Regions from separate parts of the Mus musculus genome. Here regions 1, 2 and 4 are each linked to region 3. A link is a contact called in public HiChIP or PLAC-seq and promoter capture Hi-C data. All regions are on one chromosome and are shown on one strand. The core of a region is the stretch at or near the end of the contact, and the rest is flanking DNA. Distances in the headings are between cores, read along the strand shown. Region 1 overlaps Stk31 (serine threonine kinase 31). Region 2 overlaps Gpnmb (glycoprotein (transmembrane) nmb). Region 3 holds the start of Tra2a (transformer 2 alpha). Region 4 overlaps Igf2bp3 (insulin-like growth factor 2 mRNA binding protein 3).

Evidence for each region. Promoter capture Hi-C pulls out the DNA fragments that hold promoters and counts their contacts. HiChIP or PLAC-seq counts read pairs in DNA pulled down with a chosen protein or histone mark.
Region 1: a contact with region 3 is called in an H3K27ac HiChIP or PLAC-seq map of embryonic stem cells, with 7 read pairs. The contact joins the enhancer-like site here to the promoter of Tra2a in region 3. A contact is called at or near these places in 4 of 39 promoter capture datasets (cranial neural crest, liver, macrophages and 1 more), 1 of 15 datasets of contacts at CTCF or cohesin (pro-B cells), 25 of 484 Hi-C or Micro-C datasets (CD4 T cells, CD8 T cells, the G1E-ER4 cell line and 17 more), 10 of 115 datasets of contacts at active chromatin or transcription factors (the 230-238 cell line, CD8 T cells, the HPC-7 cell line and 7 more) and 4 of 9 other capture datasets (adipose tissue, liver, macrophages and 1 more).
Region 2: a contact with region 3 is called in a promoter capture Hi-C map of stem cell-derived epiblast-like cells, with 3 times the contacts expected there. The contact joins the enhancer-like site here to the promoter of Tra2a in region 3. A contact is called at or near these places in 20 of 39 promoter capture datasets (the 3T3-L1 cell line, 3T3-L1-derived adipocytes, the C10 cell line and 14 more), 2 of 15 datasets of contacts at CTCF or cohesin (CD8 T cells and the NIH/3T3 cell line), 23 of 484 Hi-C or Micro-C datasets (CD4 T cells, CD8 T cells, the G1E-ER4 cell line and 16 more), 22 of 115 datasets of contacts at active chromatin or transcription factors (the 230-238 cell line, the SCID.adh cell line, astrocytes and 15 more) and 5 of 9 other capture datasets (adipose tissue, embryonic stem cells, liver and 2 more).
Region 4: a FOXA1 HiChIP or PLAC-seq map of pancreatic cancer cells shows a contact between it and region 3. The contact joins the enhancer-like site here to the promoter of Tra2a in region 3. A contact is called at or near these places in 4 of 115 datasets of contacts at active chromatin or transcription factors (embryonic limb bud, embryonic stem cells, large pre-B cells and 1 more) and 3 of 9 other capture datasets (adipose tissue, liver and pancreatic islet).

What each region holds. Positions count from the first base shown.
Region 1 is chr6:49,408,794-49,415,015 of GRCm38.p6, forward strand. Stk31 (serine threonine kinase 31) reads left to right here. Exons shown (of 24, transcript NM_029916.2): 6 at 260-418. Among named protein-coding and RNA genes, the nearest start is that of Stk31, 16 kb to the left of the region's middle. Within about 2 kb of position 4,433, at least 8 of the 459 cell types and tissues checked have an H3K27ac peak or open chromatin away from gene starts, as enhancers often do. A contact at or near this core is called in embryonic stem cells, where this site is marked.
Region 2 is chr6:49,052,676-49,058,871 of GRCm38.p6, forward strand. It overlaps Gpnmb (glycoprotein (transmembrane) nmb), which reads left to right. Exons shown (of 11, transcript NM_053110.4): 10 at 2,946-3,039; 11 at 3,486-5,507. The coding sequence ends at 3,639. Among named protein-coding and RNA genes, the nearest start is that of Malsu1, 18 kb to the right of the region's middle. Within about 2 kb of position 2,851, at least 28 of the 459 cell types and tissues checked have an H3K27ac peak or open chromatin away from gene starts, as enhancers often do. A contact at or near this core is called in stem cell-derived epiblast-like cells, where this site is marked.
Region 3 is chr6:49,260,754-49,266,897 of GRCm38.p6, forward strand. It overlaps Tra2a (transformer 2 alpha), which reads right to left and starts at 3,299. Exons shown (of 8, transcript NM_198102.2): 1 at 3,085-3,299. The coding sequence starts at 3,120.
Region 4 is chr6:49,093,931-49,099,655 of GRCm38.p6, forward strand. Igf2bp3 (insulin-like growth factor 2 mRNA binding protein 3) reads right to left here. Exons shown (of 15, transcript NM_023670.3): 11 at 210-326. It also overlaps a transcript of Malsu1 not described here. Among named protein-coding and RNA genes, the nearest start is that of Malsu1, 23 kb to the left of the region's middle. Within about 2 kb of position 3,386, at least 177 of the 459 cell types and tissues checked have an H3K27ac peak or open chromatin away from gene starts, as enhancers often do. A contact at or near this core is called in adipose tissue, pancreatic cancer cells and pancreatic islet, where this site is marked.

The DNA of each region.
Region 1 (6,222 bases), core at 3,183-5,682, 150 kb after region 3:
ATGTAGATTGATTTTACTATTAGATTAGGAAGGATCACAATGCTGTATGCTCATGTTTGTATAAAAACAGCAGTGGTTAAAAAAAGATAAATGACAAATGGTACTCTTGGAAATTAGTCCCAAATGTTGGATTTTTCTTTGAAGTTGTTATTAGAACTATTTCTAAAGGTGTTCATCATCTGAGGTAACATTTATAGGTCTTGTTTATAAATTTGTAATCTATGTTTAGTACTAGTGTTTGCTTCCAATTTTTTTCTAGTGCCTGGTGAGGTACATTGACTATGGAAATACTGAAATTCTAAACCGATCTGATATAGTAGAAATTCCTCCGGAGCTACAATTTTCTAGTATTGCCAAGAAGTATAGACTTTGGGGACTACAGATTCCTTCTGGCCAAGAAGTTACCCAGTTTGATCAGGTAAGTCATACATTTAAATATTCTTGTTAATGTATTATACCTGAAACTATATACTTGAAAGCATAAGCACTATTAAATATTTAGGAAATTATTAATTTTTAAGGAAAATAAATAAAATTTATGAAAATATAAAAATAAATATGAAAAATAAAATATGAAAAGGTAATTCAGGTTTATGGATACAGTTATAGTAGAACACTTAGTATGATCAGACCCTGGGTTTGATCCCTGGTACTTACCAAACACACACACACAAATGAGCATAAATACTGTTAGGAAAAGCATTGGCTCAGGACTCTCAAGACCAAGTTCTCAGCACAAAGGAGATGTATTTGTTCCATAGGGACAGAGAACATGGAATAAGTGACAAAGACAGGAGACAGAAGATGAGGGAGAAAGGGAACAAGGAAAAGGGAGTAGGGATATCTGTCTGGAGAGGGGCAAAGGACTCCCTTGGATAGAGAGGAGACAGACATAGCACATAGGAAAATGGCAGTTTATAGAGGTACGAAGGGAAACCTGTTAATTAGGTGAGTGTAAGGGGCTTTTGATTGCTGGACTTAAATAGTTTGATAGGTGGGCCTTGGTGATCAGCCTCAGGAGGAGGCAGCAGCCAAATAAGGGAATAGACCTTGGTGGATAGTTCTAAGTTTTTAGCAAAGCAGAAGGAACTGGGGAGAAGCACACAGCCTGCCAGAGCAATGTTTGCTTGCTGTGCTCTAGCTGGCCAGACCCCTTCAAATGCATGAAAAACAATTATGTATTTGTCCTCGTCTTTGGTAGGTAATCATTCTTAATGATCAAATAAGTGGATGTATGTATGTAAGTGAATAAAACAAATGTGGAAAAACAGACAACAATAACAAAACCCTGAATGTGAATAGTTTCTTCTGTAAAAATTTAAAAGGATTGTCTTTTATATGATGAAAAAATTCTGTTGACATTTGTCTTTGTGAATGTATTGGTTTGTTTTGTTTTAGAATACTGGGGATTAAATCTTGAGCACCCCTCAGTGGTCTTTAACCCTGTCCATAAATATCAGTAGTTTGAAATTATTAGTATTACAAGTAATCAGATTTATATTTTAGGCAATATGATAGTTTTAATATAGCTGGACACAAACTAGAATAACCTGGGAAGAGAGTCTCAATTGAGGACAATTATCTAGATCAAGTTGACCTGTGGACATTTGAGAGCTTGTTTTGATTGCTAGTTGATGTGGAGAGGCTCAGACCGTACTTGTGGGCAGTACCATTCCCTGGTAGGGTATCTTAAGTGAGATAACTAGATGAGAGGAATAAGGAATAAGCGTGGGTATATTCATTTCTCTCTACTTTATTTATTTATTTATTTTTTCGAGACAGGGTTTCTCTGTATAGCCCTGGCTGTCCTGGAACTCACTTTGTAGACCAGGCTGGCCTCGAACTCAGAAATCCTCCTGCCTCTGCCTCCTGAGTGCTGGGATTAAAGGTGTGCGCCACCACACCCGGCTTTCTCTCTACTTTTAAGCAAGGAAGTGGGTATTGCTGGCTGTTTCAGCTTCTGTGACTTCCCTACAGTGTTGAATACAATGTGGAATTGTAAGGCAAATAAACTTTTTTCCCCTTTTGTTTGTTGTGTGACAAAACTTTTCTGGGGAGACACACACACGTCTATTCACGACAGATAGGGAGGGATCCCATGACAGACCAAAGTGCGAATATCACCAAAGTCCAAACTTGGTGAACCAAAGAGTTTTATTAGGTTACTTACAAGAGCAGAAATGAGTCACCAAGCTCAAAGGCTTGATTACCAAAGCCTACCCAGTGTGGGTGACAGCTCACAAAGCTGGGAACTTGGAGTGCCCTGCACACCCTGCAGGCAGCTCAGCTGCTTTCTCAGAGAATATCCTTTCCAGGTGCCTTTGGTCTAAACCTCTTTGAGTGAGCTGGGCTGGATTTTGCTTCCTCAGGAGCTATTTTGGTATCAAGGACTGTTTTTTAAAGCTTTTTTCCTCTGAGAGTCTTTTTTGTAGTTTGGCTTGTCTGAGTCTTTGTGGCAGCTCATCTCAGAGTCTTCTTGACAGTTCAGCTTCCTCTTCTGAGAGGGACTCTCAGCATTTATTGCTTACTCAGGCAAGGAGGGGCCTGATGAATCTAGTTAGTTTCAGAGATTTCCTGAAGCTATTTTGAGTTATTTACCTTTTTGCTTAAGGAGATTCCTACAGAATGGAAACTATTACACAATACTATATCCCTTCCTTTGACTCCTTTGTCCCCTCTTCAACAATGATTCCTGAGCGTTAAAAGGTTTGACTATAGATGTCTACTATAGGTCACCATGTCACAGTAACAATCACTTGATCTCAGGAGTTTTCTCAGGGGTTATGAGTTGAGGCTGATACATCTAAATACATGTGTTTAGATGAGAGTTTAACAGGCACATCATAACCATCTAGAAAAAACTTCTCCTGGCACTGGAGTTTTTATTTAATAACCTTATGGTCTCTGGAATGTCCTTTTTTACCCATGTAGGGTAACTTTTGGATTTTTTTTTTTTAATTAACCCACCCCAGTAGGGTTGTAAGGTAGGTAGAAGTATACTATATCTGATTGTTTCTCCAGTGACTTTACAAATTTGCAAAATACAGGTAAGCATTATGTTATCTATGTAACAAAACCTTTTCCAGTGAATGGGCAGGACAAGGCAACTTCCGGAACTACTATCTCATAACAGATCAGTGGGTTCCAAAGATAACCTTGGTGAAACACCTGAAAGTCAGTTGTCATCCATCCTCAGCAAGTGTCAGGTGAGCCTAGAAGTTCACAACTAAGATGATAACTAAGGTTGAAATGAGCAAGGTCTAATACAGCATGGAAAGGTTCCATCAATTTGCTTCCTCCAAAGATCAAGGTCAGGTACAAAGCATAGATAGGAGGTGCTAACTTAATTTGTTCTCTGTAATCCTTGGCGATTCTCTCTGAACTATTATGTTTACATGACCTGGAGCCTGTTCTGGGAGCCTCCCTCATTTCTCCACACCTGATCAACTCAGTGGATTTGACTTAGTCGGCTCAGACATACTCAAGGCCAAAGGTAAATGTGGCCCTGCTTTCCCGCTGCACCTCTGGCTCACTAGGTCAGAGTGACCCTGGGTTGGCACATGCCTCCAGCCTCCCATTCACCATCCCTGGCTGTCGGGGCAGTTCTAGCTGGGCGAACAGTCTACACCCCAGCTTTATCTTTTGCTGTGTCCCCTCCTTGGTCTGGGGGATCACCCACTCCTGGGACAGGCTTGTGTGCTTCATCTGTATTCTGTCAAGGATGTCTTCTCCTTAGGCAGATGCTCCTTAGCACACAATGCCTTTCTATCAGATTTTTCCTTAGCAACCCTAGCTCAACATAAATACTACTTCACCTAGAAGAACCTAGACAGGCCTCTTTTTCTGCTTAACCTTAAAAGAATATTTCTCCTTTAGCTTCTTTTATTTTTCAGATACTCTTTACATGTTGGTCTAAGTTACTGACATCTGCCATAGCCTTTCTTACTTTATAAAGATCTTGCTACACCAAAGGACTCAGCAAAGACACTAAAGCTTGATACTAGCCTTGAGGTCCCTTTGCTTAACTTCTCTGTGAACAGAGTTCTATCTGGGCCAGTGAACTGGGGTTCAAATATAGCCTCCCTATTCTTAGTTCCCTTAATAGTACCTTCCTCTTCTCTACGAACTTCCAGTTTTTGATATTTATGGAGACTTTGGATAGAGATAACTGTAGGCTACTTGAACCGGGTTCCTGAAAGGGAGGCTGGGGCTGCATGGGAGAAAATGGTGAGAGAAATAACGAGACCAAGACAAAGATACTGATCAAAGCCCAAAATTTACTTAAGAGTCTGAGCTTATAAAGTGGGGGGTGGGGTGGGGGGAACCCATCCCATCCCCCATCACACCAGGATCTCCTTTCATCTGGATAGAGTCAGGAGAACAGGTTCAGCATCTCAGCAGGTAGCTGCATCTTGGAGAAAATGGCAGAGGTGGCAGAACAATAGACCTATCTAGGTTGGAAGACTCCACCCTAGGTGGTCTTGTTCATAGAGGAGGAACAGGTCTGAGCCAGCCTGCTCAAGGCTGGGGGAGGCTACAATTCCTCCCTAATTATATAATAAAAATTAGCTGTACTGGGACTTAAAATTTACTTATGCTCCATGGTCCTGCCTGGGAATTATGGTGGCTGGCGGCCACGCATGTCTTAGGATTGTGGTCTTCAAATAACTTATTCTTATCCATCCTCGGGAGCATGTGCAGCTTGTTTGTGTTTATTTGCACAAACACAGCTCTGTGGTGTTGTTATGTACATATGTATATATAGACTATTAGTATATAAATTAAAGCTTGATTTTTCAACATTTTAAAACACTGGCTACAGCACACAATTTAATTATCTGTGCTGAAGCAGGAGGAAACTCAAAAGAATAAACATGTGATCCAATCACATATACTTTTCTCCCATAGAAGGGCTGTTTTTAAATACAGTAGATGTAGTCTTTATGGGATGCATGCATGCATAAATTTACAGAAAATACAAAAGCATGCATAGAAGCAATCTTTAACAACTTATCTTTTGGATAATAATTATCAGTTTTACCTAGAAAGTCTATGCAGTAGGCCAAATATCAATATTCTGCAATAACCAATTTAATTGCTGTTTGGAACAAAGAACAGATGCCTCGTCAGGTTTTTAAGACACATTTTTGTTGTTGTTGTTGTTGTTTTTCTAAAATTCCTTCATGATTTTATCTTACAATTCTTTATTAGCACCACAGCAATGTCATAATAGGATGTTAAAACTTTACTTGGAGATGAAGAAAGATGATTTTACATTAATGTTCTCTTTTGCCAAAGAATTGCTGTGGGCACACTGAGTAACAATAACTAAAATAAGCAGCTAATATTTGATTACCATTGATTAAAATTGATAACAATTAATTATAAAAGCTTCCTCTACTTTCTGCAAAGCCTTTTGTTTCTCACCAGTTAATTTGCCTCTCCGTTGATAACATCCAACAAAGGCTTAAGTCACCTTAAGGCATTAAGGTAAGGTCTTAGCCAATTAACATCTCCTGGAAGCTTTTGAAAATAATTTGAAGTAAGCAAATCATCTTTTCTTTCTTAAATTTTCTGTACCACAATCTTTCTAGGATAACTAAGACCCTAAATATTAAAAAGATATTGCCTTTGAATATTTTCTGGCTCATCAGCTACTCTCCAGAACTTTAAAGCTCATTGTGTGAGAGGAAAGAGTTGAAGTAATATATTCCATTTAAGAAACAATATACACTGAAGGATTCAAAGTCTTATCTTCTTATATTGAAGTAGAGACAGAAAAAAAATTTTTTTTCTTATATAACATAAGGCTACTAGCCATACCTAGAGGCAAAACTTTCCAATGATCACAAGCTCACTGGTAGCAAACCCTTTACAATGCAAAGGAAAAAACAACCTTCCAAATCTATAATAATTCTATATGTACTAGGCAAGCCAGATTGTAATGCCTCTATAAGCTCTACAGCCTCATTGACTTTTCATAAATCTAAAATTTAAACTTTATTTTGAATAATACCTGGATAGATCTGTAATAATGTTTTAGCTTAAAAATAATATTCCCCAGAGGCAAGGAGAGGTGAGGTCCCAAGAACTTCCCTAGGCAGGGTTTGCAAAACAGAAGAAATGCCACACAAGCCTCTCTGAAGCTCCCCTGAGCTTTGCATTAATTCAAATGTAATTATTTCTTAATCTGAGCATACTGCCTGAGTCCTGGCCCAAACA
Region 2 (6,196 bases), core at 1,601-4,100, 210 kb before region 3:
ACAGGAGGGTCGCAAGTACAAGTCCAACTCGGGTATAGCACATAACAAAACCTGAGAGAGAGAGAGAGAGAGAGAGAGAGAGAGAGAGAGAGAGAGAGAGAGTGTGTGTTAGTTCAGTCAGTCAAGTGCTTACCTTGCAAGCATGAGAACCAGAGTTCAGATCCCCAGAACCCCCACAAAAAGCCAGGAGTGGTGATGTGCACCTGAAATCCCAACAATGGTAAGATGGGAGGTGGAGACAGACAGACTCCTGGAAGCTCACTCACCGTTCAGTCTAACACACTTGACCAATTTCCAAACCAAAGAGAAAGCCATTCTCAAACAAAAAGAGGAATGACACCCATGGTTTTCCTTTATCTCCACATGTTCACAAGTGCACCCACACCCACACAACCCCCCACACACAACCATGCACACATACAATCATACACACATGCAACCATGCACACACACAACCATTTACACACAACTATGCACACACACAACCATGCACACACGCAATCATGCACACACATGCAACCATACACACACATGCAACCATGCACCCACACAGAGCAGTAAGGAGAAAAGTCAGAAAAAGAAACAAACAAACAAAAAACCCAAAACCAAAACAAAAAACAAAAACAAACAAACAAACGAACGAAAAACCTGTAATCCAGTGAGTGTTCTAACTTATTAACTCAAATTTCAAAATCAGAATTTCAGAAATAGAGAACTCAACCGAAAACTCACTGATATTTAGCTGAAATTCTCTTTATTGATTGATAGTCACTAAGCTGTCTGCTTCATGCTCAGCACAGAGCTCTGCACAAGACAGAAGTCACTGACTAAGGAACAAAACAGGGAGGACCCCTGCTTCCCTGAGCAGTAACAGATGTTATAGGAAAACGTTTAGACCAATTCAATTTCACAGTTTGTTTAAGCACCAAACTGAGCAACACTGGAGTCAGAAGTGGCCCAGACCAGATCCCATTGACAGCTCCCCAAACTGGCTGTCAGAACCTAGGAGCAACCATTGCTGACTGCTAATTGAGGCCTGGAGTCAATCAATTAAGCTGCTTATGGTTGACTGAAACTTAATTGTTTTTTGTTTTAAAGGATTTGGGGTGTGGGTGTGTGCATGTGTGTGTGTGTGTGTGTGTGTGTGTGCTCTCAAGATCGTGTGCACATGTATGTGCATACAGGTGCCCACAGAGGCCAGGGGAGGCTGTCGAAGGACCTGGATCTGGATTTACAGTTGGTTGTGAACATCTAGACATGATTACTCAAAGAACTCAGATCCTCTGCAAAAGCAACTGTGCCCTTGACTGCTGAGCCAACCTCCCAGCTTCTTGGCTGTTGGTTTTTGATGTTACTTGGGGTTTTTGTTTGTTTATTTTTTGAGATTTTTTTTTTCTTTTTTGGTTTTTCGAGACAGGGTTTCTCTGTGTAGCCCTGGCTGTCCTGGAACTCACTCTGTAGACCAGGCTGGCCTCGAACTCAGAAATCCACCTGCCTCTGCCTCCCAAGTGCTGGGATTAAAGGCGTCTGCCACCACTGCCCGGCTTTTTGAGATGTTTTAAATTTTATTTTATGTGTGTGTGTATTTTGCCTGCATAGACATCTGTGTACCACACTGGTACAGTTCCTGTAGAGTCCAGAAGAGGGCATCAGATCCCCTTGAAACTGGGTTATTGTGCTGCCATGTGGGTGCTGGGAATTGACCCCAAGTCCTCTGAAGAGCAGTTAGTGCTCATATGCACTGAACCATCTCTCCAGCCCCTTGTTTTTTGTTTTGAGTGTGTATGTGTGTATGTGTGTGTGTGTGAGTGTGTGTATGTGTGTGTGTGAGTGTGTGTGAGTGAGTGTGTGTATGTGTGTGTGAGTGTGTGTGTGAGTGTGTGTGTGAGTGTGTGTGTGAGTATGTGTGTGTGTGAGTGTGTGTGTGAGTGTGTGTGTGAGTGTGTGTGTGTGAGTGTGTGTGTGAGTATGTGTGTGTGAGTATGTGTGTGTGTGTGTGTTTGTGAGTGTGTGGGGTGGTGGTGGTGTTGCTTACCTATGAATTTGTCAGTTAGGTCCCAACTCAAAATATATAATCAGACTTATTTTAAACCCAGGCAAGAAACAAATTAACAAGATGGTATCTTGAAGAGAAAAAAAAAAACAGTCAGAGGAAGGAGAGGAGGGAGCTTGGAGTGGAGGTGAAGGCAGTGGTTAGAGCCCTAGACAGGGTGTGGGACAAGTCTTGCTGTTCTGTAATACCATCTTGGTAGAGGGCCTCCTGGGAACTAAGACCTAAACATAAACAGTGAAATCACACCAAGGCTACTGTTAGAGTCTTTGAAGTTTCATTCTGTAAGCAAGGGTGAGGCATTCACCTGTGAGAAGATCTTATCATCACATGATGGAAAGACAATTGTAATCGGTAAAGAGGACCTTCTAGGAGGGGTCTGGAGGACCAGATGGTGACAGTGGCAGAGCAGAGGCAGCTCGGATGACCAGATATGCTTTGGGATGGAGACAGAACTGGCTGGTTACAGAGGAGAAAGAAGACAAAGTGTCTGCCTTTGTGGTCATTGGTACAGATGAGACGAGGGAAGGAATAAGACACAATGTGACCCAGGCCTAGGAAGAGGCAGGCAGGGTAGTGACAGAGGAGAGATGGTTCCCTCTGAAACGCTCGAGGGCACAGGGCGACTGAGGAAACCTGAGAGAAGCCAGGGAAGGGCTGTCCCAGCAGGGGCTGTGCACGGTTCACAGAATTTCAGAGGTTTTAGGACAGGGGCAAGCACAGAGCCTGAGATGAGGCCAGAGGCCAGCACAATGGAGTGTGAGAGCCTTTTAGCCCCTTGGTGTTGAAAGCAGTTGAAAGCGGTTGCTCGTTTATTCAATAGCATCACAAGCAGATGTCCTCCAACCATGGAGGAATGCAGCCTAACTCATGCAGTTTTCCTTCTGCTTTAAAGACCCAGACTCCCCTCTGAGAGCAGTGAATGGTGTCCTGATCTCCATCGGCTGCCTGGCTGTGCTTGTCACCATGGTTACCATCTTGCTGTACAAGTAAGTTTCTGATTTTAACACTTTACATCTCTATAGCAGATAGTCAAAAGCAAATAGCATTCGTCTGTATGAATGTGCCATTTTCCTTTCTTCCTTTTAAATATTATGTGTATGAGAGGAAATGTGGTCCATCGAACCACAAATACCAAACTGGGACCTATTAATTTTACTATGGCTTGGGATTTGTTTGTTTTAATCCTGAAAGTGCTACCAGATGTCAGTAACTTGACAAAATTGGTTTTTGTAATGTTTAACGAAATCTCAAAGTGAGTGCTTCTTGCTTGAAGAGAAAATAGCTATACTCTCCTGTGATGCTGGTGTGTTCCAAGCGACAGACTGGGTTGGGTGGAATTCGCTCTTTTGCACCTGTCATGAGAAACGCTATAGAAAGGAATTTAGTTCAGCTGAAGATATTTTTAAAGTCCTGTCCAACACATTGTTTTCAGAAAACACAAGGCGTACAAGCCAATAGGAAACTGCCCCAGGAACACGGTCAAGGGCAAGGGCCTGAGTGTTCTCCTCAGTCACGCGAAAGCCCCGTTCTTCCGAGGAGACCAGGAGAAGGATCCATTGCTCCAGGACAAGCCAAGGACACTCTAAGTCTTTGGCCTTCCCTCTGACCAGGAACCCACTCTTCTGTGCATGTATGTGAGCTGTGCAGAAGTATGTGGCTGGGAACTGTTGTTCTCTAAGGATTATTGTAAAATGTATATCGTGGCTTAGGGAGTGTGGTTAAATAGCATTTTAGAGAAGACATGGGAAGACTTAGTGTTTCTTCCCATCTGTATTGTGGTTTTTACACTGTTCGTGGGGTGGACACGCTGTGTCTGAAGGGGAGGTGGGGTCACTGCTACTTAAGGTCCTAGGTTAACTGGGGGAGATACCACAGATGCCTCAGCTTTCCACATAACATGGGCATGAACCCAGCTAATCACCACCTGAAGGCCATGCTTCATCTGCCTTCCAACTCACTGAGCATGCCTGAGCTCCTGACAAAATTATAATGGGCCCGGGCTTTGTGTATGGTGCGTGTGTGTACATATTCTACTCATTAAAAAGGCAGTCTAATAAGCTGTGTGATTATTATATTGGGGAGAAAATTTTCCCTGTGTAGTTCAGTGAACTACCCATCCATTCATTTATCCATGGACACTTATAAAGCATGTGGTGGGCTGCACTTGACCTATGAGACCTTGTCTATTCTATACCAGCAGACCCTTAATAGCAACCAAGTGAGATCTGAGAGTCCAGACTGTATCTACCTTGATGAAGGTAGACAACTGGATAAATATGATGGTATTATAGAATGACTGCTCATTTTTGAGGCATTGTGGAGGACCAACATTCAGTCTGGTACTTTGACACCCCCCCCCCCCACTAGGTGGCCTAGAAGCAAAAAGAAGCTTTTTGTTTGGAAATTGTCTCCAAAGAATGTAAAAATTGCTGACCACTTAGGACAGGGCCTCTCAGCCAGGAGTGTTTGGCAATGTTTGGAGAGATTTGTGGTTGTCAAAACTAGGGTGGGGTGCTACTGGCATCTAGTGGGGAGAGCCCAGGGCTGCTGAACACCCTGTGCCTGCGGGACAGCCCCACAGCCAAGGAGCCCAGAGCAACTGAAGGAGTCCTGGGCACAGGCATCCCAACAGCAGCCTTGTATCTGAACCGAGCCCTGACATCTAAAGCTTTGTGACCTAGTGACATGGCATGTTAGGAGTCTTTTCTGCCTCTGTCTCAGCTGTAGAAGGGGTATGCTGTCCCTCTCTGACTCACTTCACATGGCCGCTACTGCTCCTGATGGAAGAATGAGTGCAGGTACAGCCTTGTGTTACAGTCTCAGCCTGGGGACAGAAACACGTGAAGAAGCTTGATTGATTGATTGATTGATTGATTGATTGATTGATTGATTGATTGATTGATTTTTACATACTAAGGAGCCCGTTCACTAGTACCCAAAACAGGACATTGATTTCAGGTTGCTGCAGAATCCACAGACCGCTTAGACTCCACCCCATGGTTCCAAACACTGTCTTGTGGAGGTGGGACCCCATAATTTGGATTTCTGAGAAACCAACAGAGAATCCTTATTCTGCTGGTTCCAGGACAAGAATGAGCAAGGCTGGGCTTGGGATCACTTCCTTGCTCAGGTCAACAGGGGGCAGCAGAGAACAGCAGATACAGAACAGCCACCAAAGCGGCAGGTCCATGACTTTGTTTATCTAGCTTCATCTAAACAAATTTTAATCTAGTAGTAGGAAAGAAGTCTGAAATAGTAAATTGTGTCGATTTATATTTTCCAAGTGACCCTGGTAAGGGAACTGTCTGCAGAATGGAAGAAATAGCCTAAGAGACAGGGATGGCTTGATTGATGTTGGCTGAGAATTAAAACTTCTCACGAAAAGTACATGTGTATGTAACAAATTATTCCAGGAATTGCTTATTTCTAGGGCTTTTATAAATGTCTGCATCCTAAGCATCTCTGAGTAATTCACAAATATCTGTTTCCCTGGATTGAAATTCTCATAATCTGAAAATCCCATAGTTTGAAGGCGATGCACTCAAAGTACCCATCACACACAGAATGCACAGAACTCTTAAGCTCAAGTGACACAAAGAGCAGATGAAAAGACAGTCTTCCAGAGGATGAGGGTGACCTCCTTTGGGGGAACCCTAGTGGGGGAACAATTCTTTGAAAGTGTTTTGTTGATGTTTGTTGTTGTTGTTGTTGTTACTTGTTGGGTTGTTTGTTGCAGTTGTTTGTTGATGTTAGCTGTTTGTCTGTTGTTTGCTGTTTGTTTATTTGTTGTTGGTTGGCTGGTTGATGTTGAAGGAGGCTTCCAATGCTGCTGGAATAAATACCATGAAAATTCAAAGGTCTGCTTCCAGGGATCAACCGTTGCAGACTGATTTTGCTCATTTAATCATCTTTTATTGAATGCTAGGGTGGTTCTGGGTCTAGGAGAGAACGAAGAGATAATAAGAGACACAAAACTGAGTTTGTGGAGCTGGGATTCCAGACCAGCACAGTAAGCCACTGCTCATGTGGTCACTGCTGTGACTTCACTGACCTGGGTTCTGGCCCACCCACTGGCCTCAGCTTCACCTGCAAGGGCAACTTCTGTTTGTAGTCAATAGCCATCCCCTTTATCCTTAAGATTCT
Region 3 (6,144 bases), core at 2,049-4,548:
CACAAAGAAAAATCTGAACACATACAGGACTGTGTATATACAATGGACAGTAAACTGGGGCTTATGTGGTCTTCCATGTCTTGGTTTGTTCTTGTACTCTCTTACCTTATTTCCTTTTATAATTTTTCTAACTTTTATTTTATGTGCACTGATGTTTTGTCTGCATGTATGTCCGTGAGTGATGATCCTGGAATTACAGACAGCTGTGAGCTGCCATGTGGGTGCTGGAAATCCAACCCAAGTTCTCTGGAAGAACAGTCAGTGTTCTTAACCACTAAGCTATCTTTCCAGCTCCTCTTTTTTTTTTTTCTCCCTGTGTAGCCCTGGCTGTCCTGGAACTTGCTCAGCAGACCAGGCTAGCCTCAAACTCCAACTGCCTCTGACCCCCAAGTGCATAGGTGTGGACCAGCAGCACCTCCTGGGTAGTTCTTCATTTCTAAAATGTTGACAGCACCCTAGCCCTTGCTATATTATTACAAGCAATAAATAAAAATGCACCCAAGAAGGCTGAATTCTAAAATATTGTAAGCATAGATATATTTATATATTTTATCTTCAGTGTTTGGTCCATTCTAGGAACCCTCCACCTAATCTTGAACACTTTTACTGAGAAAGGATTAACATGCTCCCTGTTACACCTAAAGATAAAGTCCAATCATTCACTTTATGTATCAGATGCAATCTTCCCAATAAATTCCAACAGAAGGGAAATAATAATAAAAACCCTATATTAATAATCTTTTAAAAATACCCAATAGGCCCAGCATTTGACTACTGACCTGTCAATGCCTCCCCTAGTTTAGGGTAATGAGAAGAGTTTGAAGTCTAACTACCATGTAAATAACTTCAACACATCATTCAAACATCTCTCTTAGGAAGCTGCCCTCAGACACCTCTACAGGCAATGATAAAGGGGCATAGCAATTATGGTCAACAGGGGGGAAAAAGCATACAACCTCCCACCAAAACAAAAAAAACAAAGCACTGTATTTAAATACTTAGCTGCTTTAAGAAGAGGAGTGGTACAGCACTTGCCTGGTATGCAAAAGGCCTGGGTTCCACTCCCACAAAGCTCAAAAACAACAAAAATCAATATGAACCCCCCCACAAGCCTCTAGCCTTCTAATTCTTTATGTAATTACAAGTCTGTTCAATCATAATTTAAGAATACAAAACAAAAACTGTTACATCTTAAAGAGCTGTAACTGACCCTGAAAGCGCTGATGTAAACTGAACCACAGGTACTGCTGTACTACTAATGGCAGAAGAGAGGGAGCTAGAAAGTCCCTATCTGTTAACTAGGTTGTTAATACCTAAATAAACTGAAAAGTGGATAGGAATCTTCAATAATTTGTGGGAAGGTGGTAATTATCCACTACTCCTTCCACTAGAGGACAAATGGGAGAACCAGAGCAGCAATCAGAGCCATCAGAGCAACACTGGTACAAGTCCCACAGACTAAACCAGGAACAATAACAACAAAACAACACACCCAAACCCCAACCGTCTTTTCCTAATTACTTAGTTTCACAAGTAATACAACTACGTGAAATATTTACTTCATAGTCTTTAAAAGTTGTTAGTACAATAAAACAATCCTAAAAATAGTAAGCAGGTTCAACTCAATCGTTGTGTGCAAATTTCATTCAAATAATCCAATCAAAGTTAAATGTAGTTATGACCTTGTCCTAGTGCATTAAATAAAAAAATAAACAAACAAAATGCACCCTCTTTTCTCAAGATCAAAACCCTAACTGACCGTATATGACTTGACTGACAGAGTACAGGTGTCTAAATCCCGAGCTTCCAAAAGGGACAAATTCTTTCCTTCAGCAAAGCCCTCCAGCGGCTTTTTTCCACCCGCCCCTCCTCCACTAGAATACCAACACAACTGCCAGCCCTCGAGTACCATGGGACTTTTGTTTCCCTTTTTTTTCCTTCCATGGTTTTACCAGGACTCACTTCCATTAATTTCCAATACTAGGGTAACTTCGGAATAAAACTCAAAAACCGGTAACGTTCTAATAATATACTCAAGCTTTGTGAATATACGGTTTATACTCACAAGACCTCAGATAACCAAAGTCTTGAGTCCCTTTTCCGGGGAATGGGTGAGAAAAACGGGGGAGGGTCTGTAAATTTCAGGTATAATCTTTTGAGTTAACAATGATTAGCTTTTTTCTTTTCTTTTTTGAAAACTGAGGCAAGAAATTTGTTCAGTTACGTAAGGTTTAAAGTAAGATGTCTTGGCAGTTTAGCCATAAAGATCTGTAAAGGAGTTTTCAGAGGAATGGTCACAGGAAGGAAAGCTTTGGAAGTTGAGACATAAAGAACCCAACATCTAGCTGTTAGGAAAACAGGCGTCACTGCATTTCCACATTCATTTAGAAGCGAAAGGAAAGAGGACATTAAGGGGAAAGGCTCTTGCGTAGTTTTCCCTTCCCCGCTCGCTCTCGTCTTAAGGACTCTTAAGGGTCGCTGCGGTCGTTGACTAACCACTTCACTGGGCTCGTCCCACCTTCAACCTCAAGGCTTTCGCCTTTACAGACGCGACGCCGCCGGTTCCGACGGAGACGCGGCCGCTCACTGCAACAGAGAGCCAAGGAGACAACAGGCCCCAGCTAGTCCCGCGCCAGCGATTCCCCGCCCGGACAGCAGCCCCGCGCACTTCTGACCCCGAGACCCCGCTGCGATGGCCGGAGGAGGGGTGGTGGTGGCCCGAGATGCCACCGCAGGAAGCACCTACCACTATCCGGCCGGAGGGAGCGCCCCGCCGCCTCCTGCCCCACCGCGCCGGGGACCCGCACCTCGGAGCAGAGATGGGAAGCTGAGAGGAAAGGGAGCGACAGGAGAGGATAGGACCAGGCCAGGTACCAGTCAGCCGCCAGAAAGGAGCGCTGCGGGCTAGTGGGGCATCTGGGCACGCAGGGGGACCCCGAAGCCATCTTGGGACGTGACGCGCTCGCGGTGGCCCTCAAGGCTGCTCCTGAGGGCCCCGCCACCTCGCCCGACCGACCGCGCTCGTCCCCGAGCCCCGGAGCATCGGGCCGCCGCCGAAGACGGCTCCCGCGGCTTTGTACTCACTCTGCCCTCGAAGTTGTTCTCCTCTACATCACTCATGTCGGCCAGGCGCTCCCGAGAACTAAATAAGAGATATGTCTCGGCTCGAGGGCCGACGGCCTAGTCACCGCGCTGTTCGGACTGTGGGGAGGAAGAAGGCGACGGCTACAACGGCCAGTGCGTTCCACTCCCACCAGCTCGCACGTTCAGGCAAAATGGCGCCCGTGCCGCCAGAAACCTCCTGGTGTCCCCGGCGCCTGACGTCAAGGGGCGGACCTGTGATGACGTCGTCGCGAACCCCGCCTCCGCCCCGGGAGGCTTTGTGTCCGCCTGGCCTAGCGCGGGAGATTGGCGGGTTTCAAGAGCTTGCTGTTTGGCGTTGGGTCGGTTTGTCCTCCGGGTGCTGGAATTAAAGGCGTGTGTCATCGCCTGGCTTTGCCTGTGGGGTTTTGTTCTTGAGTTTTTTTGGTTTTGTTCTCTTTAGGTATGGAACTCAGGTCTTTCTTGCATAGCAAAACAAACCAACCAAAAACAAGCAAACAAAAACCCAACAAACAAACCGACTTTTCCAGCTGAGTTTTCCTTATCCCCAGTATCTGCCCCCCCCCCTTTTTTTTTTTTTGGTTTGGTTTTTTTACAGAGACAGGGTTTCTCTGTATAGCCTTGGCTGTCCTGGAACTCACTTTGTAGGCCAGGCTGGCCTCGAACTCAGAAATCTGCCTGCCTCTGCCTTCCGAGTGCTGGGATTAAAGGCGTGAGCCACCACGCCCGGCTAGTATCTGCCCTTTTAAACGTTGAAATAACAATATATACACAGATGGGGTTATACTGAAAAGCCATGAGTTTCTCACTCTTCTCTGCTTCCAAACCTCAAGACAGGGTTTCTGTGTAACCCTGGCTGTCCTGGAACTCCCTCTGTAGACCAGGCTGGCCTGGAACTCACAGAAATCTGCCTGCCTCTGCCTCCCAAGTTCTGGGAATAAAGGCATGAGCTCCCACCACAGCGGGGGGCATTTTAATTGAAGTTCCCTCCTCTCAGGTGACCTTATCTGTGCCAAGTTGATAGAAAATTATCCAGCACACCTAGCATGTACTAGGCTCTGGGTTTAGTCCTCAACACTGTAGAACATGTAAATAAATAAAAATAAATTGGGGGAATATATTGTTTGGCAACATTAGTATCCATACTTCTTGCTCTAGAAAAATAAGGAACACCAGCACAAATAATGAATTCACAAAGACCTGAAATAGCTGGGTGTGGTGATCTGTGCCTGTGATCCCACCACTTAGGCGTCTAGAAGGAAGGACTGTTGGAAGTTCCAGCCAACCTGAGATATAAAAAGAGAGCCTATCAGAAATGTCAGAGAGCTAGTTATCAAACTCTTTAAAAAAAAAAAGATTTATTATATGTAAGTACACTGTAGCTGTCTTCAGACACACCAGAAGAGGGTGTTAGATCTCATTATGGATGGCTGTGAACCACCATGTGGTTGCTGGGATTTGAACTCAGGACCTTCAGAAGAGCAGTCAGTGCTCTTAACCGCTGAGCTATCCCTCCAGCCCCCATTATTAAACTCTTAATGGTTTGGACTCAGCCACAACAGGAAGATTTATGTTGTGAATATCAGCAAATCATTTTTCTTCCTCTTTCTTTCAGAGAGCTCATTATTAAATACTTACCCTTCTATTCATGTAATATCATGTAAGTTAATATGTAGTGTTATTTTGTAAGTGCATTTAGAACAGCACATTCCTGATTTACTATATTGTTGTTTCTTCAATTTTTTATTGGATATTTTCTTTATTTACATTTCAAATGTTTTCCCCTTTCCAGGTCTCCCATTCTGAAACCCCCACCACCACCACCCCATCCCCTGCCTCTGTGAGGGTGTTCCCCCATCCACCCACCCACCCACTCCTGTCTTCCTGCCCTGGCATTCCCCTACACTGGGGCATCAAACCCCTTCTCTCCTCCCACTGATGTCCAACAAGGCCATCCTCTGCCACATATATGGCCAGCGCCATGGGGCCCTCCATGTGTATTCTTTGGTTGGTGGTCCAGCTCCCTGGGAGCTCAGTGGGTGGGGGTGGGGGAGAGGTCTGGCCTGTTGTCACTGTTGCTCCCTCCTTGGGGCTGCAAAGCCCTTGTGTGTTTCTTTCTTTCCTTTTTTTTTTTTTTTTTTTTGGGTTTTTTTTTTTGTTTGTTTGTTTGTTTTTTTGTTTTTTTGTTTTTTTTTTGGTTTTTCAAAACAGGGTTTCTCTGTATAGCCCTGGCTGTCCTGGAGCTCACTTTGTAGACCAGGCTGGCCTCAAACTCAGAAATCCGCTTGCCTCTGCCGCCCGAGTGCTGGGATTAAAGGTGTGCGCCACCATGCCAGGCTCCCTTGTGTGTTTCTAATTTAACTCCCCAACAGCACTGTGGGTTTTATTCGTGTTTTGAGATGGAGTCTCCCTGTGTAGCTCAGGATAGAGTTGAATGCATGACCATTCCTGCATCAGCCTATCGTGTGCTTGGGTTACAGGCATGCAACATCACATCCCCTCTAGCTCACGATATTGTGATAAGATGCATTGAAGTTGATATGTGCAACTCTCATTTTCTTCAATAATAATGTTGCCCTGCTTCACCTGCAAGATCCATAAAGATAGATATTCCTTTAAGAAAAAAGCGTTAGGGCTGGGACTGTAGCTCAGTGGTAGACTATGTGCTTCCCATATGCAATGCCTTGTATCTTTTGTTTTTATTTTTTTGTTTTTCTATCTGGCCTGTACTTTCAAGGGAGATGGAAGAGAATTGCTACAAGTTCAAGTCCAGCTTTGGACTTTATGATAAATCCTAAGCTGCACAGTGAGTATCTGCCTCAAGACAACAACAAATGAAAAATGTTAGTTAATGTAGAAAATAATAGATTTCAGAGCTGAAGAGATAGTGATTAAAGCACTGGGTGCTCTTCCAAAGGCCCTGGATTCAATCCCCAAGCACCCACATGGTAGCTCATACCCATCTATAGCTCCAGTTTCAGGGGACTTGATAACCTTCATCTAGTCTCTATGGAGACCAGGCATGTTTGTGGTGCTTAGACA
Region 4 (5,725 bases), core at 2,136-4,635, 170 kb before region 3:
TGGAGATGAGCTAGAAGGAAGTTGTAAGTCAGATCTCAGAGGTGCCAAGATGTGGTCCAGTTGGCTTCTCCACAGACCAATTTGTCTGAGAGAGATGTTAACTAAGCACAATGAAGCCACTGCTGTAGGGTTCCTGTCATAGTCCTGATTCAGCCCACCACTTTCACTTTCTTGTATAACCAGGAGAGCCACAGTGTGCACAACAGTACCTTAATCGAAGCTCCCGCAAAGCGAGAAAGCTGTTTGATGTGTTGGCCCTGCTTGCCAATGATGGCGCCAACGGACAGGGCGGGAATAAACAGATGCACAGTCTCCGTCTCTGATTGCTGTAAGAAAAGAAAGCCAGGACATGAGTGCTTCTTTGCTGCCAGATAAATCCCCGGCACCTTCCCCTCGGGCACAGGCACTCTCATACAGTAGGAGTGCTCGGCAGGTCATGGAGAACCGTACAGAAGTAGTCGGAGCTTACCTAGCAAGCCAAAGTTGGTCCTAAAAGGACCCGTCATTAAAACCTCACCTTTGCTACACAAGTTTTCCTAAGTCTCAAAACCTCATTGACTTATCCTTTGCCTTCTTTTTTTAATATTTAAAACATGTAGACTACACACCAAGGTGGCTTCAGACTACACATCACAAAGTAGACAGCAGTAAAGGATACGGATGTCCAGAGCTTAGCCGCCCCCTTCTTTCTCTCCTTCCTTCTCCCTCGCCTCCCCTCCCCCCCTCCCCCCCCCCCCAGTCAAGGATGAACACTTGTGCTTGCAAGGCTCTTCTACTGATCTAGGCTTTTAATTCCTAAACAACAGCTCCTACATACGGAGAGAACACACCATTCTATACTTGGCACACATAAGACAGAATTAAAAGGGAAACCCATTTACTTTAGTAACAAAACACTGTAAGACACTTCCCTCCCGCACACTTCTTTGCACTCCCTTGGCATCTTATCCACAAATAGCCAGAAACCATTTTGAAAGCTAAGTCCTTTTTTGTTTGTTTTTTCTGAGACAGGGTTTCTCTGTATAGCCCTGGCTGTCCTGGAACTCACTCTGTAGACCAGGGTGGCCTCGAACTCAGAAATCAGAAAGCTAAGTCCTGAAAGGTTGTGGACAGATGGACTCGTGCTTCCCTGCTTCACACTGGTCACGTGTGCCTTCTCCAGGCTCATGTCACACAGTGGTCACTCAGAGACAGCTCGGTGACCAAATTCCTCACAAGGCCATGCCAAGGTGCAGTGCCAGCAATGGAGCGCGTTCTAATGGAGCAACACCGCTGCTCCCCCAGCTTCTTCTCTAGTCGCCTTCTGACAACAGGAAGCCTGCTCCAGGAAGGCTTAACGTTAGCACCGGTGGGGGTGGAATGAAAATGGCCCCCATAAGGGGTGGGCACTACTGGGAGGTGTGGCCTTGTTGGAGGAAGTGTGTCACTAGGAGATGGGCTGTGGGGTTTCAGAAGCTCAAGCCCAAGCCAGGCCCAGTGGCTCTCTTTTCTTGATGCCTGCCAATCCCGATGTAGAGCTCTCAGCTACCTGTCCAACACCATGCCTGCCTGCATGCTGCCATGCTTTCCACCATTATAATGGACTAAACCTCTGAAACTGTAAGACAGCCCCAATTAAATGTCCTTTACAAGAGGTCATGATGTCTCTTCGCAGCAATAAAACCCTAAGACAGACACCAAAGAGTCGGGGGTGGGGGGGGGGGCACAGGTGTCATGTTGGGCCATGAAGATGTCAGAAAAGAGTGCAAGCAACTGAGATGGAGAAGGAAGCTCAGGCTTAAGGAACCTGCTCCTTGTGGCTGAGATAATTGGACCTATTTCTATTCCTATTTAAACATTTTTGTCACCTATAGTTAGGATAAATTATTGTTCTGGAACCTGCTACATGTAAGAAGTTTGTTTTTGAAAAACATATATAGTGGGGGCTGGAGTCATATCTCAGCTGTTAAAGAGCACTGGCTGCCCTTCCAGAGAACTCAGATTCAACTCCTAGCACCCACACCAGTTCCAAGAGATCCACCCTCTTCTTTTGACCTCTGTAAGCACTGTGCATATGTGCTGCACAGACATACATGCAAGCAAACCACCCATACACATAGACACCACCAACAATTCTGAAATAAAAATACAATGGTGGGAAAAAGGTAAATCACCAATAAGCAATAAAACAAATTTGTGCTTTAAAGAAGATGTTATAGGTTCACATCTCTAGAGATGGAAGGAGCTATTTACAGTAAGAAATTTAAAGATGGGGCATTGGATCTCTGAATTCAAGGACAACCTAGTATACAGAGCTAGTTCCAGCAGAGCCAGGGCTTCATAGAGAAACCCTGTCTCAAAGAAGAAAGAAGCAGGGTATGGTGTGGCTGAATTTTAAACATGAATGACTTGGTGAGAATTTCAGAACTGTCTCTTGAATTAGCTCTGGGAAAGGAACAGCTGAAATGACCAGAGTACAATATCACAACAGCAACAAAGTGCAATGTGAGGAGTCTCTGCTGGCCTGAGCGTGACAGAAGCTGCTGCTCTGAAGGCACGAGGGCCTGCCCAATAGAGCAATCCAAATCTGAAGTAACTGTGCTTTTCATACAGGAGATGGTGCCCCAGACAAACAGTAAGTCATGTGCGCTATTGGCAACATGTCTTCAGTGACTCATCGGCCATCTGAAGCTGGAAGAGGGCGTTTCTGAATATCACCCATCTCCCCTGGCTTCAGTTCTGTTCCCCCAGCCATCTCACTGGCCATAAATTATTTCACAAGGGAATTTTCCTCTGAGGCACAGGCAGCTCGTGGAAACATCTATCCACTTGACTGTCTGTACAGTGTGTTCTCACACGGAATCCAGCATTGAGAAGCTGTTTTCAGGATCTACCCCAGATAAGCACACCATTTCGTCTTGATGGACAGACCTAAGCAGACAGAAGAAAAGCCCCTCAACATCGTCCTTTTGACACACTCACTCCTTGGGTACAAGTTCTCCGCCCTGAACACACATGAGACCCGTTCCTACACACACTTGCTGACACACTCACTCCTTGGGTACAAGTTCTCCGCCCTGAATACACAGGAGACCTGTTCCTACACACACTCTCTGACACACTCACTCCTTGGGTTCACTGCCCTGGACACACAGGAAACCCATTCCTGCATAGACTCTTTGAGGATGAAAGACAGCCACGGGACGCAAGCTACTTCCCAGTGGATTGCTGCCAGATGCCTGTGGCAAAGCTTCCTTCGGACTCTTGGCAAGCGCTGCTCTGTGTCTTGAAATAACGAGAGCAGAGCTGTGAGGCTGAGCATTTGCGTAACTGGTGAAGTCTGCCAGTGAATAATTCCTAATCACCCGCTATCGAGAAGATACACGCAGCAGCAAACAGTGAGGTTAAGTGTATTTACTCTGCAGGCAACACAAACTCGGGCATCACAAAGGCATGGAGACGTGCCTGGCAGCCAAGAGATCAGCCACCAGGAACCTGGCAGGGTGCCATTGTTTTCCTTTGGCCTCTAAGATAGGTACTTGGGGGAGGGAGGAGTTGTTTTTAACTAGATTTGGGTCTGGAACTAAAATGAAGTTTACTCAACTCTATGACCTCAACAGAATACTAAAGCTTAAGAAAGAAAGAAAAAGGAAGTTTTCCCCCATAACCAAGTATGATGCAGTGGTTTACTTGCCTAGAAATGTTTACTGCACCCACAGTGAAAAATCTTAAGGACTACGAGATCCTACCTGGCTTTAGAAGGAGACAGGAACTTGGTCTGGTTCTTAGAGTGCCTCTGGTGACCTACAAAGAATGCTCACTCATCTTTCTTGCCCCTGTACTTTCCACCTCAAGGCCAAACTACTATCTTGGAGCCTTCAGAGAAGAGTGTAAAGAAGCTACCAGGTTTATGAAGACAAGAGCCCACAGGTTGATTCCTGCCAACCCAACTGCAAGCTGCCAACATGGCCAGCGAAGACACCGAGCATGCACGTTGCCAGCTCCAGCTCTTGGCTAGTACTCTGGCTGGCAACTCTCACTTCCCTACTGTTTGGGCATTTCTGAAAGGAGCATTTCCTGTCATTTATAAACGAGGGTCTTGCCAATTAAGTACTGAGTGAACTAGGTTCCAGGCAAGAACTAGAGACTCTCTGAAATCTTTTGAAAGATACATCACTTTGGCTGGTTGGAGAAATCAACCTCACAGGTTCTGGGAGAGAGAATACTTTGGAAGGATGAGTGAGTAGAGATCTGGAATGGAACAGGGGCAAGAAGTTTATCCACAGACAGCCCATTCCTCTCACACAGCAGAAGTAAATAAATCTACATAAAGAAGACAGACAATTCTAAAAGTCCATAAAAAGTCGTGGGGGTGGGGGTGGGGGGTGGTTTACACATCAAAATCTACTTCTCAGGGCTAGGGAGATGTGTTAGTCAATAAATGAAAGCCTGAGTTTGGAAGCCAGCACTTATGAGAAACCAGGCACAGCAGCATGCACCTATACATCTGAGCATCATCTACACAGGGGACTCCCTGGAGCTTACTGGCTGACAGCTGAGCCAGACCAATGAGACCAGATTCAGTGAAAAAAACTTTATTCCAATTTACTCCAAAAAATAAGGTGGAGGGCTACAGAGATGGCTCAGTGGCCCAAAGTACTTGTCACATAAGCATGAGGATCCGAGGCGAGGCAGGCAGCTGCCTCGGACAAGAATGAAGTCTAAGACTGCACCCCCAACTCTGACTTCCACACCTGAGCTGTAGTGCATGTACATCCATACACATGTGCATGCCTACATGTACACATACACCATATAAAGAAACACAAACACATACCATATAGACTCATGAACACACAGAAACATACAATAGAAAAAAATAGGGCAGAGATCAAGAGGATGATGCACAAAACCGATCCCTGATCTCCACGTGCACATTGATGCAGTGCACCCTACAAATACATGCACACTCACACATATGTGCACACACACACAAACTCCTCTTAACAAGCAATATGCATTTATAATAAAAGCAGAGATTCACTCTTAACCCACACAACATCAAAGATGAAGATGGTTTTTAATAAGTATTTTGAATTCTCTGAGATAAATGCCAATAGCAAGGTCTTTCTTTTGGAACTGAACATCAATCAGATCCAGAGCTTTGCACAGTAAAGAGCTCTACCACTGAGCTATCTCCCTAGCCCAGAACAGGAAAGAACAGGAAGAAAGCAAGCTTCTTATCACAATATGGTCACCTCAGTGTGGCAGAGGGTCACCTTCACCACTCTCAGAGTAAATGCCGGGAACCCTTAGCTCATCCCAGGACCCACAACACTCCATTCTTCAGTGAGGTAATAACAAAAGGAACAGACAAGGGAATGCTGAGGGGTGGGGATGTAGCTCAGTTAGCAGAAGCCTGCTTAGCATGTGCATAGCCCTGAGTCCAATCCCCACCCAACAGAAAACTAAACAGTGTAGTGCATACTTGTGATCCTAACACTTCAGAGAAAGAAGCTTGAGACCAGAAATTCAGGATCATTCTTGGCTACACAGTGAGTTCAAGGCCAACCTGGATTATATGAGACCTTGTCTGAAAAAAGAACAAAACAAAACAAAACTGGTAAGGCTTTGGTAAATTTAACAGTTGTCCTTAAAAATTCTAGTTTCAGGGTTGGAGAGATGGCTAGCAGTTGCGAGAGCACTTGCTGCTTCTCTAGACAGCCTGAGTTCAATTCCCAGAATT